3 separate regions of the Macaca mulatta genome follow, and regions 1 and 2 are each linked to region 3. The links are chromatin contacts, called in public Hi-C maps. All regions are on one chromosome and are shown on one strand. The core of a region is the stretch at or near the end of the contact, and the rest is flanking DNA. Distances in the headings are between cores, read along the strand shown. Region 1 holds the start of LOC100424957. Region 2 holds the start of ZNF585B (zinc finger protein 585B). Region 3 holds the start of ZNF420 (zinc finger protein 420).

Region 1 (4,834 bases), core at 148-2,647, 95 kb before region 3:
ACTGCATTACTGACAAAATCAACAGCAATTCTTAGGCCCGTGGTAGAAATGTGTGTTCACTAATGGACTTCCACAGATGTTTTCTTAGACCATCCTTTGGGAGAAGAAAGAGAACCTGAGATCAGCAGAGTCTAATTCTCTAAACATATTTTTAAGCCGAGTCCCAGAGACAGACATAACTGGTCTGAAGGCATCCAGCATGCCCACATGAGTGTAGGTTCAGTTCCCTGAAAACAAGTTTCCCACCTGCTGGAACTGAACACATTGGGTAGATAACTTCCCACCACTGTCAGGTAGAACTTCCTGTCAGAAGCTGAGCTGTGAATAATGTTTAGGAGTTCACCAAGTGAAAGGAATTATATCTTTACAACTCCTCATCCACATCCTCCAAAAACGGGAGTAAAGAGGTGTTAAGCAGCTTCAGAATTTCCACAGAGGAGAAGCTAAAAGTCAGAGACTGCATTTAAAAAGCTTCATTGACATGGTAAGGCGATTGTTATTAATTATATTTTAACTTCAAGGTAAATGAAAACAGTTTTCTTTAGGTGCTTTTAGTCACACGTTGGCCATACTAAAGACTATTAGTGTTGTTATTATTGCTGCCTACTATAGTTGCACTTGAGGTAGTTATCTCTATTCACCTTCCCACCCGACTCAGCCCTTCAGAAGTGGACGCCTGGACTTCTCCTCCCTCCTCTGGTGGTATCTCCCAGGAGAGGATTGTATTAATACTCTCGGATTTCTACCCTATTTCCAACAGTGGTTTCTCCCATTAAAAGTTGTACCACCCTTCCGGCAGCCTACTACTCATTCACATGTCTCTCAGACTTTCAGGGTGGTTTCACTCAAAAGATGACTCCCATAGTGACCTTTCCACCTTTTCCCTGAATGGCATCTCTAAAAAGTGGACTGTACTATCCTGATTCCTCCTATCATCTGCCTGTGGTTTCTCCCAGGATCCTCTTCGCTTGGTGATTTTTCCCTGGTGGTTTCTTCCAGCAGGTAATTATTATCCTCAGTGTCCTGTATTCAGAAGGGTAACTTAGCTTTTCTAAATACAACATACAGCGCCAGACCCACATTTCCAGTAACTTTCGCCTCCAGAGTAGAAGCCTAGTCAGACAAGAGTCACACTCCAGCGTCCTATGTAAACTATACCTGCCTAGCTCTAGGAAACCCTGCCGGCGGCCAATTCCTCTGTTCTACGGAACGGATATGCTTCCAAGATGGGGGCCCACACGAATAAATACCACAAGGGCGCGGCCATGTTCTCTGCCGTACAGCGCCACGTTACGGAAACTGTGCGCTGTGTCTGCGCCCTGTTGACTGTTCGCTGAAATTGGCTTCCAAGTTTATTCAGAGCATGCGCCATATCAACAGCCTACAAAGGGGAGGTGCTAGAAGTCGGACCGGAAGTGGAAGCGGTTCTCCAAGGCTTTTTTGCCGCTGGTGTCAGGAGTATTTTCATATCCCAATACCGAGAAATCTTTGAGGTGATTTTGGTTGGTCACGACTGGGGTTTCTGTGGAGCCAGTAATAGGGGGTGTCGAGGTTGCCTGTGGAGTTAGAGATTGTTTTGAGGGTTCGGTGATGGGGTTCTGTGGCGTCCGTTGTTGATTGTGACGGATTTCTCGGGTCATTGATGGGGCTCTTGGGGATGAGTGATTGAGGTTTGGGGGTCAGTGATGGGAGTCTGTCGTCAGTGACAGAGCCTGTAGGGTCAGCTATGGTGATCGGTGAGTACTGTAATCAGCTTGCTTTCTAACCTGAGTTGAAAGTTCAGCGTTTTAATTTTCAGTCCCTTCTTTAATATAAAAATTCTCAAGTTTTGGTGACTCTTTGTATAAAAAATGGTTCAAATCTAAGTGTTTTTTTTTTCTTTGATCCATGAGTTATTTAGAAGTTCCTTTTTTGTTTTAAGTAATGTCTGTTTAATGCTCAAATTGAAAAGTTGCCTTATGACCTAGTTCGTGGACAGTTTTCATGAATGTCACATCTATTACATAAAAACGGTGTACTATGTTCTCTGATTGTATTGTGATAGATATTAATTAAGCATATATTCAAAAAATATATCTGTCTCCTCACAGATTGTCTGCTTAATTAATTAGAGGAAGGTAAAGTAGTCACTCTGGAAAGGTTCTTTGTCCATTTGTCCTTCCTTCTTTTTCTGCTTTATATATGTGAAATTATATTATTAGGAACAATTGTGTGCACTTTATTTATTTATTTATTTATTTATTTATTTATTTTGAGATGGAGTCTCGCTCTGTCGCCCAGGTTGGAGTGCAGTGGCGCGATCTCAGCTCACTGCAACCTCTGCCTAGTAGGTTCAAGCGATTCTCCTGCCTCAGCTTCCAGAGTAGCTGGGATTACAGGCGCGTGCCACCATGCCCAGCTAATTTTTTGTATTTTTTAGCAGAGACGGGGATTCACCATTTTGGCCAGGCTAGTCTCAAACTCCTGACCTCAAGTGATCCACCTGCCTCGGCCTCCCAGAGTGCTGGGATTACGGGCATGAGCCACCGCGCCCGGCCTCTGTGCATTTTTAATACGTTATAGATATGACTAAGTAGCTCAAAATATAACAATTCAAGCTCTACCAACAATTTATAAAATAACTCATTTTCCCAAATGCTTTTTCAGCAATGGATATTGTTGCATTTTAAAAGTTTTTAAAATTTTGAGGGAAAATTATATCTAATTGCTCCGATGCATTTTCCAGTTACTAAAGTTGGCATCTTTTTGGTTAATTGCCATTTGTTTCCTTTTCTGTGAATTTTCATATCTATTGTCCTACTTTTTTTTGTGGTATATTTTAACATAAAATTAGGAAATATCATCTAATCAAAATTATCTGATTTTTCTGCTATAGCATCTGTGTTTCCTCTTACGTGTAGTAAGATCCCTCCCAGCCCACGACAGTGTTATACACATATATACTTCTAAAATTTATTTCAATAATCTTTGGGATTTCACAAATACACGTAATTAAGTGATCAGTCCTGCTGGCATTTGCTTACAGTGAATAGTGTGTGATGGAGATCTAGTTTGTTTTTTTCCAGGTGGCCGGCCAGTTATATCACTGCCATTTATGCAATGAATGTCTTATGCACACTCATTTGAATACCACTTTTGTCACATACATAGATCAATATTGTCTGGTATATTTATTGTTTTACTTGTTTTTATTACATTGTTTTTATATTGTTTTAATATCTGATAATGCATGGTAATCGCTGATATGTATTGTATGATTTTTGTGTGCCAGGGAGGTGTTGAGCACTCTACAGTATTATCTCATTTAATTTTTTTAACTTTGAGATCAGCATTTTCATCCTCATTTCTGAAATTAAAAGTGAAGAAATGGCTGGGCACGGTGGCTCATGCCTGTAATCTCAGCACTTTGGGAGGCCGAGGTGAGCGGATCATGAGGTCAGGAGATCGAGACCATCCTGGCCAACATGGTGAAACCTCGTCTTTACCAAAAATTAGCTGGGCATGGTGGCACATGCCTGTAATCCCAGCTACTCGGGAGGCTGAGGCAGGAGAATTGCTTGAACCTGGGAGGTGGAGGTTGTAGTGAGCCGAGATGGCACCACTGCACTCCAGCCTGGCAACAGAGAGCGACTCCGTCTCAAAAAAGAGTGAAGAAACTTCTGTTCTCATAGGTGAAAAGTGGTAGAGCTGCAGTTCAAAAAATCTGCAGTGATGTTACTCTGTCTCTCGTGACTTTTCCCATATTTCACTGTAACTAATACCTATCACAGATTTTGTTAAATTTTATGTTCTCCACAGCGCTGCTTCTCAAAGTGTGGTCCCTGTACTGACAGCATCAGTGTTTCTTGGGCACCAGTTAGAAATGAAACTTCTTGGGTTCTACTTTTGACCTACTGAATCAGAAACTGTGGAGTAGGGCTGAGAATTTTTAACTGTGTTTCATTTAACAGGTCCTCCACGTAACTTGAATGCATACCTGTTTGAGAACCACTGCTTTGGTTTTTAGCTCAGGGACCTGCACCTTGATGTATCCAGGAAGTGCTTATGTGGTGAATATTAAATGACTAACTATGGGAACATTGTCTTTCCAGATTTCTGGGTGTCTCTGGGGAGCTCCTGGGCCAGATCTTCCTCTAGACTCCAGCCTACCTCTTCAGAGCAGCTCTGCTTGAGTTCACAGATGACTGCCAAGCTTCACACACCCTAGAGGAAAAGGGTTGAGACCCAGTGTGGCCATGCCAGCTCATTGGACCTCATCTCAGAAATCCTCAGCCCTGGCTCCAGAGGATCATGGAAGCTCCTGTGAGGTGAGGAAGAGGAGTCCCAGGGGGTGGAAATTCAGTCCAGGAGTAGAAAGCTCTGATCTGTCACTAGAACCTCATGACTGAGGGAGGCAGCTGGGCCACAGGAAGCAGCTGGACTCTAAGACCTGCTGCTCCTGAAACAAATCTTGATCTTCCTGTTGAGAATGAGCAACACGTGGGTAATGTCTTCATCTCTGGAGGCCACCTGTGTGACAGTGGAGAGGTGCATTGTCAAGAAAAACTGTTGTTTATTTTGTCATCACACTACATTGATCTTTGGGCTGTGGATAGATTTTCCTGGTTAGAAGTCACTTTTCTGTGGGATTTTCAAAGTATTTCTCTGTTTCTTCCGAAACTGCCTCCTCAAACACAAATATTTTCTTTTTCTTTTTTTTTTAATATCTGTTTTTTGGATATTGGTTCTCCTTTTTTTTTTTTCCCTCTACTGTTTTCTGTTTCTTTGCTGCTCTCTTTTTCAGGAAGCTTTGTCACATTTACCTTCCAGCTCTTCTTTTGAGTTTCTCATTACC
Region 2 (4,672 bases), core at 917-3,416, 120 kb before region 3:
ATGTTGGCCAGGCTGGTCTTGAACTCCTGACCTCAAGTGATCTGCCTGCCTTGGCCTCGCAAAGTGCTGGAATTACAGATGTGAGCCACCTCACCCAGCCTTTTTTTTTTTTTTTTTTTAAGAGACAAGGTCTTGCTCTGTCACCCAGGCTGGAATGCAGAGGTATGATCATGGCTCACTGCAGCGTCAAACTCCCAGACTTAAGCATCCTTCCGCTTAGGCCTTCTGAGTAGCTGGGACTATCGGTGTGCACCACTACACCTGGCTAATTGGAAAAAAAAAATTATAGAGAGGGGGTTTAGCTATGTTGCCCAGTCTACTCAAACTCCTGGCCTCAAGTAATCCTCCCACCATGGTCTCCCAAAGTGCTGGGATTACAGGCATGAGCCACCACAACAGCTGTGTCATCCCAACCCCTCTCTGGGCCTGATCATGTAAAGAGGGCTTGCATTCCTCAGATAAAAAGTTTCTTTTCTTTTTCAACACTATGCGAAGTGAGATAAGCCAGACCAAAAGGACAAATATTGTATGAATCCACTTATATGAGGTGCCTAGAATAGGTGTATTCATAGAGACAGAAAGTAGAATTGAAGTTACGTACGTATAACCTCGTGAGGTTATATGAGGTACGTGATAAAGCCTCTATACTTAAAACAGTGTACTATTTGTGTGTGGTCAGAGAGACAGACCAAGGGAGGATGATGGGAAATATAGAAGTAAACATCCACAGCCAGGCGCGGTGGCTCACGCCTGTAATCCCAGCACTTTGGTAGGCCGAGATGGGTGGATCACCTGAGGTCAGGAGTTCAAGACCAACCTGGCCAACATGATGAAACCCCGTCTCTACTAAAAATACAAAGAATTCGTTGGGCGTTGTGGCACGCGCCTGTCATCCCAGCTACTCAGGAGGCTGAGGCAGGAGAATCGCTTGAACCTGGGAGGCAGAGGTTGCAGTGAGCCAAGATCGAACCACTGCACTCCAGCCTGGAGCAAAACTCCGTCAAAGAAAGAAAGAGAGAGAGAGGGAGGGAGGGAGGAAGGTCCACATAGATGCTTAGTATTTGATAACGGCAGCAGCTCAAATCACCACAGTCACATCATAAAGTTTTATGCAGCCGGTACACACATAGCAGAAAAAAAAAATGTCATCTCTACAGAATGACATTAATTCTAGAATATATAAAAAAATGGAAAGTATAGAACAGTATAACATAGTTTGTCTAAAAAAAGAAAAGGAAATCAGATTAGACATAAGCATTTGTTTATATGCACTAAAAAAAGAAAAGATAGCAAAAAAGAAGTATTGGAAACGTGAACCGGAAACAATACCTATAGTGGTAACCTATAGTGATTGGGGTGGCGGGGGGAGTGAGACTTGATATGTCTTTTTATACAGTTGCATAGGAAAAACAAACTGGTTTTTAAAAATATACTCTCACAACACTCAATACTTCCAGAATGTTTCATTTCTAACACAAAATATGTGGAGTTTTTCTGACACAGCTTCTCCAACCCTCCCTGCCTGGGTGTCCTACAATTGAATTCAAGTCTGACACTAACCTGAGTCAGCACAGACCTTACAGGTTAATTGCTCAGTCCCACAAGACTGCCCACCTCTTCAGATGCCAATGACAACTACTAAGTCACCTGATTACCAACAACTGTCTAGTTTGCCTGAAAATTAGAGGTTCCCATCATCCCCTTCTTGGATTTGATTCTACCAAACTTTTCAGGGAGAACAAATTCCAATATTTCTCAAACTAATCCAAAAAAATTGAAGGGGAAGGAATTTTTCCAAACTGATTCTGTGAGGCCAGCACCACCCTTATACTAAAACCAGACAAGGACAGAAGAAAGAGAAAACTACAGGCCAAGATCTCTGATAAACACAGATGCAAAAATCCTCAACAAAATACTAGCAAACCAAATCCGATAGCACGTCAAAAAGATTATATACATGATGATCAAGTGGGATTTATCCCAGGGAAGCAAAGATGGTTTAACATATGCAAATTAATACATGCAATACATCACATTAACAGAATGAAGGACAAAAATCATATGGTCATCACAATAGAAACAGAAAAAGCATTTGACAAAATTCAACATCTCTTTGCAATTAAAACAACAACAACAACAAAAAAAACTCCCTGGCCAGGCACAGTGGCTCACGCCTATAATCCCAGCTCTTTGGAGTCTCCCTCTGTCACCAGGCTGGAGTGCTGTGGCTCCATCTCAGCTCCCTGCAACCTCCACGTCCCGGGTTCAAGTGATTCTACTGCCTCAGCCTCCAAAGTAGCTGGGACTACAGGCGTGTGCCACCACACCCAGCTAATTTTTGTATTTTCAGTAGAGACAGGGTTTCACCATGTTGGCTAGGATGGTCTCGATCTCCCCACTGAGATGATCCACCTGCCTCGGCCTCCCAAAGCGTTGGGATTACAGGCGTGAACCACGTGTCTGGCCAAGGCTATTATTATTTTTATTGTTGCTGCCTGCTATAGCCATGCTTGAGGTAGCTAGGGTGGATGCTGATGGAGATTAAGGGGATTAAAATATCTATACCTCCCAAAGCCTCCTACGAGCCATTTCAAAGGGGATGCTTAGACTTCTAACCCCTCTTCCATGGTATCTCCTAGGAGAGGATTGTACTAACCCAACTTCTAACCTATTTCCTAATGTGTTTTCAACTATTAAAAATTGTACCTCCCTTCCTGCAGGATACTATCTATTGTGACATAACTCCCTCTTGCCTAGTGGTTTCACCCAGGAGTGAACTCGGATCCCAATCCACCCTTCTGAGTGGTGTCTCCAAAAAATAGATTGTACGATCCTAATGCCTCCTCTTATCTTCCTTATTTCTCTCAGGATCCCTGGCTTCCTTGTTCCCCCATGGTTTCTTCTAGGGAATCATTGTTTTCTGCAGTGTGCCCTAACCAAGGGCTAACTTAGCTATTATAAATATAACAGCCGGACGCGGTGGCTCACGCCTATAATCCCAGCACTTTGGGAGGCCGAGGTGGGCGGATCATTTGAGGGCAGGAGTTCGAGACCAGCCTGACCAACATGGTGAAACCACGTCTCTACTACAAACACAAAAAATTAGCTGGGTGTAGTGGCGCTTGCCTGTAATCCCAGCTACTCGGGAGGCGGAGGCAGGAGAATCGCTTGAACCTGGGAGGCAGAGGTTGCAGTGAGCCGAGATGGCGCCAGTGCACTCCAGCCTAGGCAAGACTCCGTATTAAAAAAATTAAATAAATACATAAATAAATAAAGCTCCAGATCCTATCTTCAGGAACGTCTTCTTCTTGGGTATAAGCGTGGCCAAACTATGGTAACAGTCTTGCATTCTACGTGAAAATCCTTGCCTTACTCTAGTCAACCCTGCAAGAGGCGGACTCCTCCACTGTACGGAATCGATACGCATCCAAGATGGCGGCCCACACGAATAAACACCATAAGGGCGCGGTTATATTCTCTGCCCGATAGCTCCGATTACGGAAACTGCACGATGTCTCTAAAGATGTGTCTGCGCCCTGTTGACTGTGGGCGGAAATTGCTTCCAAGTTAATTTGGAGCATGCGCAATATCAACAGACCACAAGGGGAAGTGCTAGAAGTCGGACCGGAAGTGGAAGTGGTCCCCGAGGGCTAGTTCGCCGCTGGTGTCAGGAGTATTTTCACGTTTTATTGCCAAGAGGTCTCTGTGATGATTTTGGTTGGTTGCAATTAGGAATTCTGTGAAGTCAGTAATAGAGGAGTTGTCTGTGGAATTAGTGATGGTGGTTTCGGGGCTCGGTGATGGGGGTCTGTGACGTCCGTTGATGGTTGTCTGTGACAGGGATTTCTCGGGTCATTGATGGGCCTCTTTGGGATCAGTGATTGGTGTTTAGGAGTCAGTGAGGGGAGTCTGTGGTCAGTGACTGAGAGCCTGCAGGATCAGCTATGGTGATCGGTGAGGACTGTGATCAGCTTGCTTTCTGACCTGAGTTAAAAGTTCAGTTCTTTCAGTTTCAGCCTGTAATATAAAGGTGAACAAGTTTTGATGTGTAGCAGTTTCCTATTGTTCAAATCTAAGTGTTTAAAATTTTTTTCCAGTAATTGTTTTTCTTTGACCCATGAGCCATTTAGAAGTGCGCTTTATGTTTCAATTAGTGTCTGTGGGTGATGCTTCAGTTGAACAATTGCTTTATGGCCTAGTTCTTCCTCATTTTTCATAAATGTCACATCTATTACATGAAAACAGTGTAATATGTTCTCTAATTTGTATTGTTATAGATGTTAATCCCATGTTATATGTATTATGTATCTCCTCACAGATTATTTTGTTGAGGAAGGTAAACTACTCACACTGGAAAAGTTATTTGTCCACCTGTCCTTTCTTCTTTCTGTCAGTTTCTGCTTTATATATTTAAAACTATATTATTGGCACCATTTGAGTGTACTGCTAATAACAGATATGACTGGCCGGGCCTGGTGGCTCAGGCCTGTAATCCCAGCACTTTGGGTGGCGAGGTGGGCAGATCACCTGAGGTCAGGAGTTCGAGACCAGCCTGGCCATCATGGTAAAACCCCGCCTCTACCAAAAATACAAAAATTAGCCCGGTGTGTGGTGGGCGTCTGTAATCCCAACTACTCGGAGGCTGAGGCAGGAGAATCATTTGAACCTGGGA
Region 3 (4,736 bases), core at 1,461-3,960:
GAAAGGATTTTTGAACTGAAGGTAGAATAAATGAAACAAGATTGGAAAGTAATCGCTTTTTTTTTTTTTTTGAGACAGAGTCTCGCTCTGAGGTCCAGGCTGGAGTGCAGTGGTGCAATCTCAGCTCACTGCAAGCTCTGCCTCCCAGGTTCACGCGATTCTCCTGCCTCAGCCTCCGGAGTAGCTGGGACTGGAGGCGCCCACCACCACGCCCGGTTTTTTTTTTTTTTTTTTTTTTTGTATTTTTAGTAGAGACGGGGTTTCACCTTGTTAGCCAGGATGGTTTCGATCTCCTAACCTCATTCCATCCTCCTCGGCCTCCCAAAGTACTGGGATTACAGGCATGAGCCACCGCACCAGGCCATGGTCGTTTTTAAGCTAGGAATATTCATTATACTTTTATGTACATTTGAAACTTTCCATAAAAAGTTAAAAAACCAAAATGGTGCTGTATCAGAAATAACACAATAGAGCTCTTTCCCTTTTCAAATAACACAATGGAGCTATTTCCCTCTTCCCCTTTTTAAATCCATGAGTCTCGAATCCATTCTTCCTAAACTTAACCACTATTGAGATGTATCTATCCCAATTAATGGCACATTTTCTTTGCTCTCAATCTACCAAAAATTGCCTTGCCCCTCTATCATGTGAGAAGGCAGGAAATTTCAAAAAGAAAACAAAGATGTCTATGTCCTGTAATAACAAATGTATTTCAGGAAACAAAGAGGAAATACTCACCTTGGACATTGCTACTGAAACAGCCATTCTTTCTCCTCTGGGCTCTACTCTCAGAAAAAGAAAAATGGAATGAGATATTATGCCTTTCTTGGGGAATATGCTAAATTATAACATATCCTCTTCCTCCATCCTCAATCTCATTTAACATAAAGAAAAGTCAGGAGGACACTAGAACAGGTCCTTCTACCTTCTGTATCAGAAAGAAGGGCCAGGTCACAGCTGTCTTGGGCTTGAATTTATTTCTGGATTCAAAGCTGTACACTGGAGACAGCCCTGCAGTGGAGTGCTTCAGGTTCAGAACTGGGTTGCTGTCTCCTAAAGCACTCCCTCTGAAACTTTTCCCACGCCTGGAATCCCATTACATTTCCAGTGGTCTTTTTATTTATTTATATATATATTTTTGAGACTGAGTTTTGCTCTTGTTGTCCAGGCTGGAGTGCAGTGACATGATCTTGGCTCACTGCGACCTCCACCTCCCGGGTTTAAGCAATTCTCCTGCCTCAGCCTCCTAAGTAGCTGGGATTACGGGCATGCGCCACCACACCCGGCTAATTTTGTATTTTTAGTAGAGACAGGGTTTCACCATGTTGGTCAGGCTGGTCTCGAACTCCCGACCTCAGGTGATCCACCCGCCTCCGCCTCCCAAAGTGCTGGGATTACAGATGTGAGCCACCACGCCCAGCATCCAGTGGCTGTCTTGAAGGTATTATCAGCCCTAAAATTCTCATCCCAAGACCAGGTCTGTGGCTCGCAAATAACTCCTGTTCTTCACTCAGGTGTCCAAATGTCTGACTTCCTTATTTCTTGCCACTTCCTTGCATCCAATCCCCTTAAGGCTATAAGGCAAGAGGACGCAGGGAAGAAGTCGTGAACCCATAACTACATTTCCCAAGGTGAACCGAGGATGGATACAGAAATAAAGCAATACAAGCTATGTATGAAAGGGCAACCACTGTGGTCAAAACAAAAAGTCCTTAAGTCCTCAGAGCCACATGGGAGGAGCACAGCCACATGGGACTCATAATCCATAGGCCGACCTCAGCCCCAAATGAACCCCAGAAATACCAAAAAGAAATTTACTTCTGTACTGAACTAAACCCCCATAAGGTCACAGACTATACAAATGGCCACATAAAGTCACACATAATCACATTTCCACAGTTACACAGCTAGAGGCACAATCACCCAATTATGCTACATTGTTAGACCACCTCGTGTCAAACAAAATCCCTTTAAGTCAAGGCATATAATTACATCCAAGCACCTTGTCAGAGACACCGCCAAAAACAACCTTTCAAAGCTGCAATTTTAGTCTCTTTACACAGTCAGGAAAACAGCACACACAACCCCACAGTCACACACAATCAGTCACCCAACCAAGTACCAGATCAGGGAAACACGCGGTCACAAACACCGTGTCACAGCAACACTGTCACACACCTTAACTGGCAAATCCGTCACACGATATCAGGTTTATACACAAACTCAAAGTGACACAAGCACATCCAAACACTCTTGTCACAACTGTCACACACTTCATAGTCACAGGCAAACTCCAATTATACACGCGGCACACACACAATCACAGTCACGTAAGTATATCCCAGCCAGGTAAGCAGTCACAAACACCCTCAGAGTCACAAACAACTCACAGTCACACAAATGTTCATACACAAAACCACAGCCACACACGTCCAGTGTATGCACAGGCAGTCGCCAATACCAGGTAGGCTGTAGCCTGCACACAAAACCGGAGACACGGCCACACGAGTAACCCCAGCGACGCTTTCTCCGCGCATGTCCGCTCTGACACCCCGGACACTCCTACCTTGACAGAGATGCAGTTAGGGTCCAAGATCTGGCGCCCGGGTTCCAAGCCCGATTTCGGGTTCGCCAGCCCAGCAGGTGCGGAGCCAAGCTCCTCCACAGACGCGGCCCTCTCCCCACGCGAGGCCTCCAAATCTCGCAAACTAACGGAAATGAAGCCGCGCTCCGGACGCAGTGCCTCTGGGAAATGTAGTCCAGTGCTCTGGACACGGTGCCTCTGGGAAATGTAGTCCAGCGCTCCGGACACGGTGCCTCTGGGAAATGTAGTCCGGCACTCTGGACACGGTGCCCCTGGGAAATGTAGTCCAGCGCCTGGCTGGCCGGCCAGGACGTGAGGAGGCCCGGGCGGCTCACCTCTCGCGGGCTAGTGGACTCGGCCTGCCGCGCCCCAGAGGTTTCTGGGAGTGCCCGCCCGCCCACGTTTGGTGCGCAGGCGTTAGGCGCTCAGGGCCTGCCAGAGCGAGCTCTGAGTGGTTCCGGGGTCTACCCCTGGCAGGAGAGAGGGTGGGACCGGCCGTCCAGGCAGGTGCGAGGCAGGAGCCGGGGCCGGTGCGGGGACCCGCCAGAACCTCGGATTTGCAGAGGATCGTCTGTGTGCCCTGCCAGGCCCTTGGGGTGTGTGTGCGTGTGTGTGACAATGGGAGATGCCGGGTGGACCGAGAGTCTTTCCGTGACCGGGTGTGTATGGTTGTTTCTGCCTGTGTGTGATTCTTCCTGCTGTGGGGTGTGAGGTGATTTGTACTTTAAGCTGCGTAGTAATGGGATTTTATCACTGTGTAGAATCGTCTGACAGTAAGATGATTCTACACAGCTCTCTACCATGGTTTGCTTATGAAGGGTATCTGCATGTATATCTGCTTTTTTGTGTGTGTCCGTAATTGACTGGTGATTTGTGTTATATAAACGTGCTTTCCTTGTGCTTGTATTTCAGTGTCTGTAAGGGTGCCAAAAGCAAATGAGCTGTGTGTGATCGCGTGTGCCAATGAAAATACTATGGCCAGGTTATTTCTTCCTTAAGTAGTAATGTAATCTGGAAAAGATAATCAATTTATCTGACAAGTGATTTAGACATGATTTTTCTATTGGATCAAATATATGTGTTATGGGGAAGAATCCAAAATTAACGTAGTTTTTTCTTTGTTTTTAGAAAGATTATTGCAAAACCAGTCCTAGGGTAAACTGCCTTTTCCTCTGCCACAGTAGGCCAAAAGTAGATATCCATTATTTTCTAATTAGAGGGTAAAGTTTCTGCTATTACTGGGTAAGGTTGAGAGGCCATCAACTAATAAAACAATAAAATTATGTTATACATAAGAAGAGTGAATTTTAGGACAGTACAGCACTAGTCAGATTTCCCAAATTCTAGGTCAAACACTTCATTTTCTGATGAGAAAACCTTGATTGGCAGAAAGTAACTTAAGGCTGTAGAGTTTGTTGGTAAACCTGAACTTATTTTTACTTACTTCAAGACCTCTTGACCTTTTACGATTTTTGAATAATCAAAAACTTGTGAACTTCCAGCACAGAGAAGATAGAGTATAATTTCACCACTCCTTCAGAGGGAAAAACATTAATAAAAGTTGGTCTTTCAAGACCATATATCAAATACATTGATCTCTTCCTGGTAATGTGACTGGAATAGCAAATTTGGGGACCAGAATTCTTGAGTGAATGAACCTGTGTGTGTGATCAGGCATAGCTATGTGAAATACAGATAATTATATTGCACTGAGATATAGTGGGTCAAAGTCGGGCAAGAATTATGTCCGATTCACATGCAGACGTATGTTTATTGCGGCACTATTCACAATAGCAAAGACTTGGAACCGACCCAGATGTCCATCAATGATAGACTGGATTAAGAAAATGTGGCACATATGAACCATGGAATACTATGCAGCCATAAAAAAGGATGAGTTCATGTCCTTTATAAGGACATGGATGAAGCTGGAAACCATCATTCTGAGCAAACTATTGCAAGGACAGAATACCAAACACTGCATATTCTCACTCATAGTTGAACAATGAGAACACTTGGACACAGGGTAGGGAACATCACATACCGGGACTTGTCGTGGGGTGGGGGCCTGGGGGAGGGTAGCATTAGGAGATATACCTAATGTAAATAACGAGTTAATGGGTGCAGCACACCAACATGGCACATGTATACA

The links. Hi-C and Micro-C count contacts between places; a contact is called where the count stands out from the background.
Region 1: a Hi-C map of liver shows a contact between it and region 3, with 2.3 times the contacts expected there. The contact joins the promoter of LOC100424957 here to the promoter of ZNF420 in region 3. A contact is called at or near these places in 3 of 14 Hi-C or Micro-C datasets (cortical neurons, fetal cortex germinal zone and liver).
Region 2: a Hi-C map of fetal cortex germinal zone shows a contact between it and region 3, with 4 times the contacts expected there. The contact joins the promoter of ZNF585B here to the promoter of ZNF420 in region 3. A contact is called at or near these places in 3 of 14 Hi-C or Micro-C datasets (CD4 T cells, cortical neurons and fetal cortex germinal zone).

The regions. Positions count from the first base shown.
Region 1 is chr19:48,329,773-48,334,606 of T2T-MMU8v2.0, reverse strand. LOC100424957 reads left to right here and starts at 1,397. Exons shown (of 6, transcript XM_077982396.1): 1 at 1,397-1,493; 2 at 4,092-4,307. The coding sequence starts at 4,236. The region is part of intron 1 of ZNF875 (zinc finger protein 875); the gene reads right to left.
Region 2 is chr19:48,355,796-48,360,467 of T2T-MMU8v2.0, reverse strand. ZNF585B (zinc finger protein 585B) reads left to right here and starts at 2,166. Exons shown (of 5, transcript XM_077982393.1): 1 at 2,166-2,195. The region is part of intron 1 of ZNF875 (zinc finger protein 875); the gene reads right to left. The region is part of intron 1 of ZNF383 (zinc finger protein 383); the gene reads right to left. It overlaps LOC144337446 (a long non-coding RNA gene), which reads left to right and starts at 3,653. Exons shown (of 2, transcript XR_013410609.1): 1 at 3,653-4,532.
Region 3 is chr19:48,236,583-48,241,318 of T2T-MMU8v2.0, reverse strand. It overlaps ZNF420 (zinc finger protein 420), which reads right to left and starts at 2,710. Exons shown (of 7, transcript XM_077982477.1): 1 at 2,567-2,710; 2 at 739-782. All of the region lies in intron 1 of ZNF875 (zinc finger protein 875), which reads right to left. LOC144337456 (a long non-coding RNA gene) reads left to right here and starts at 3,036. Exons shown (of 4, transcript XR_013410619.1): 1 at 3,036-3,091.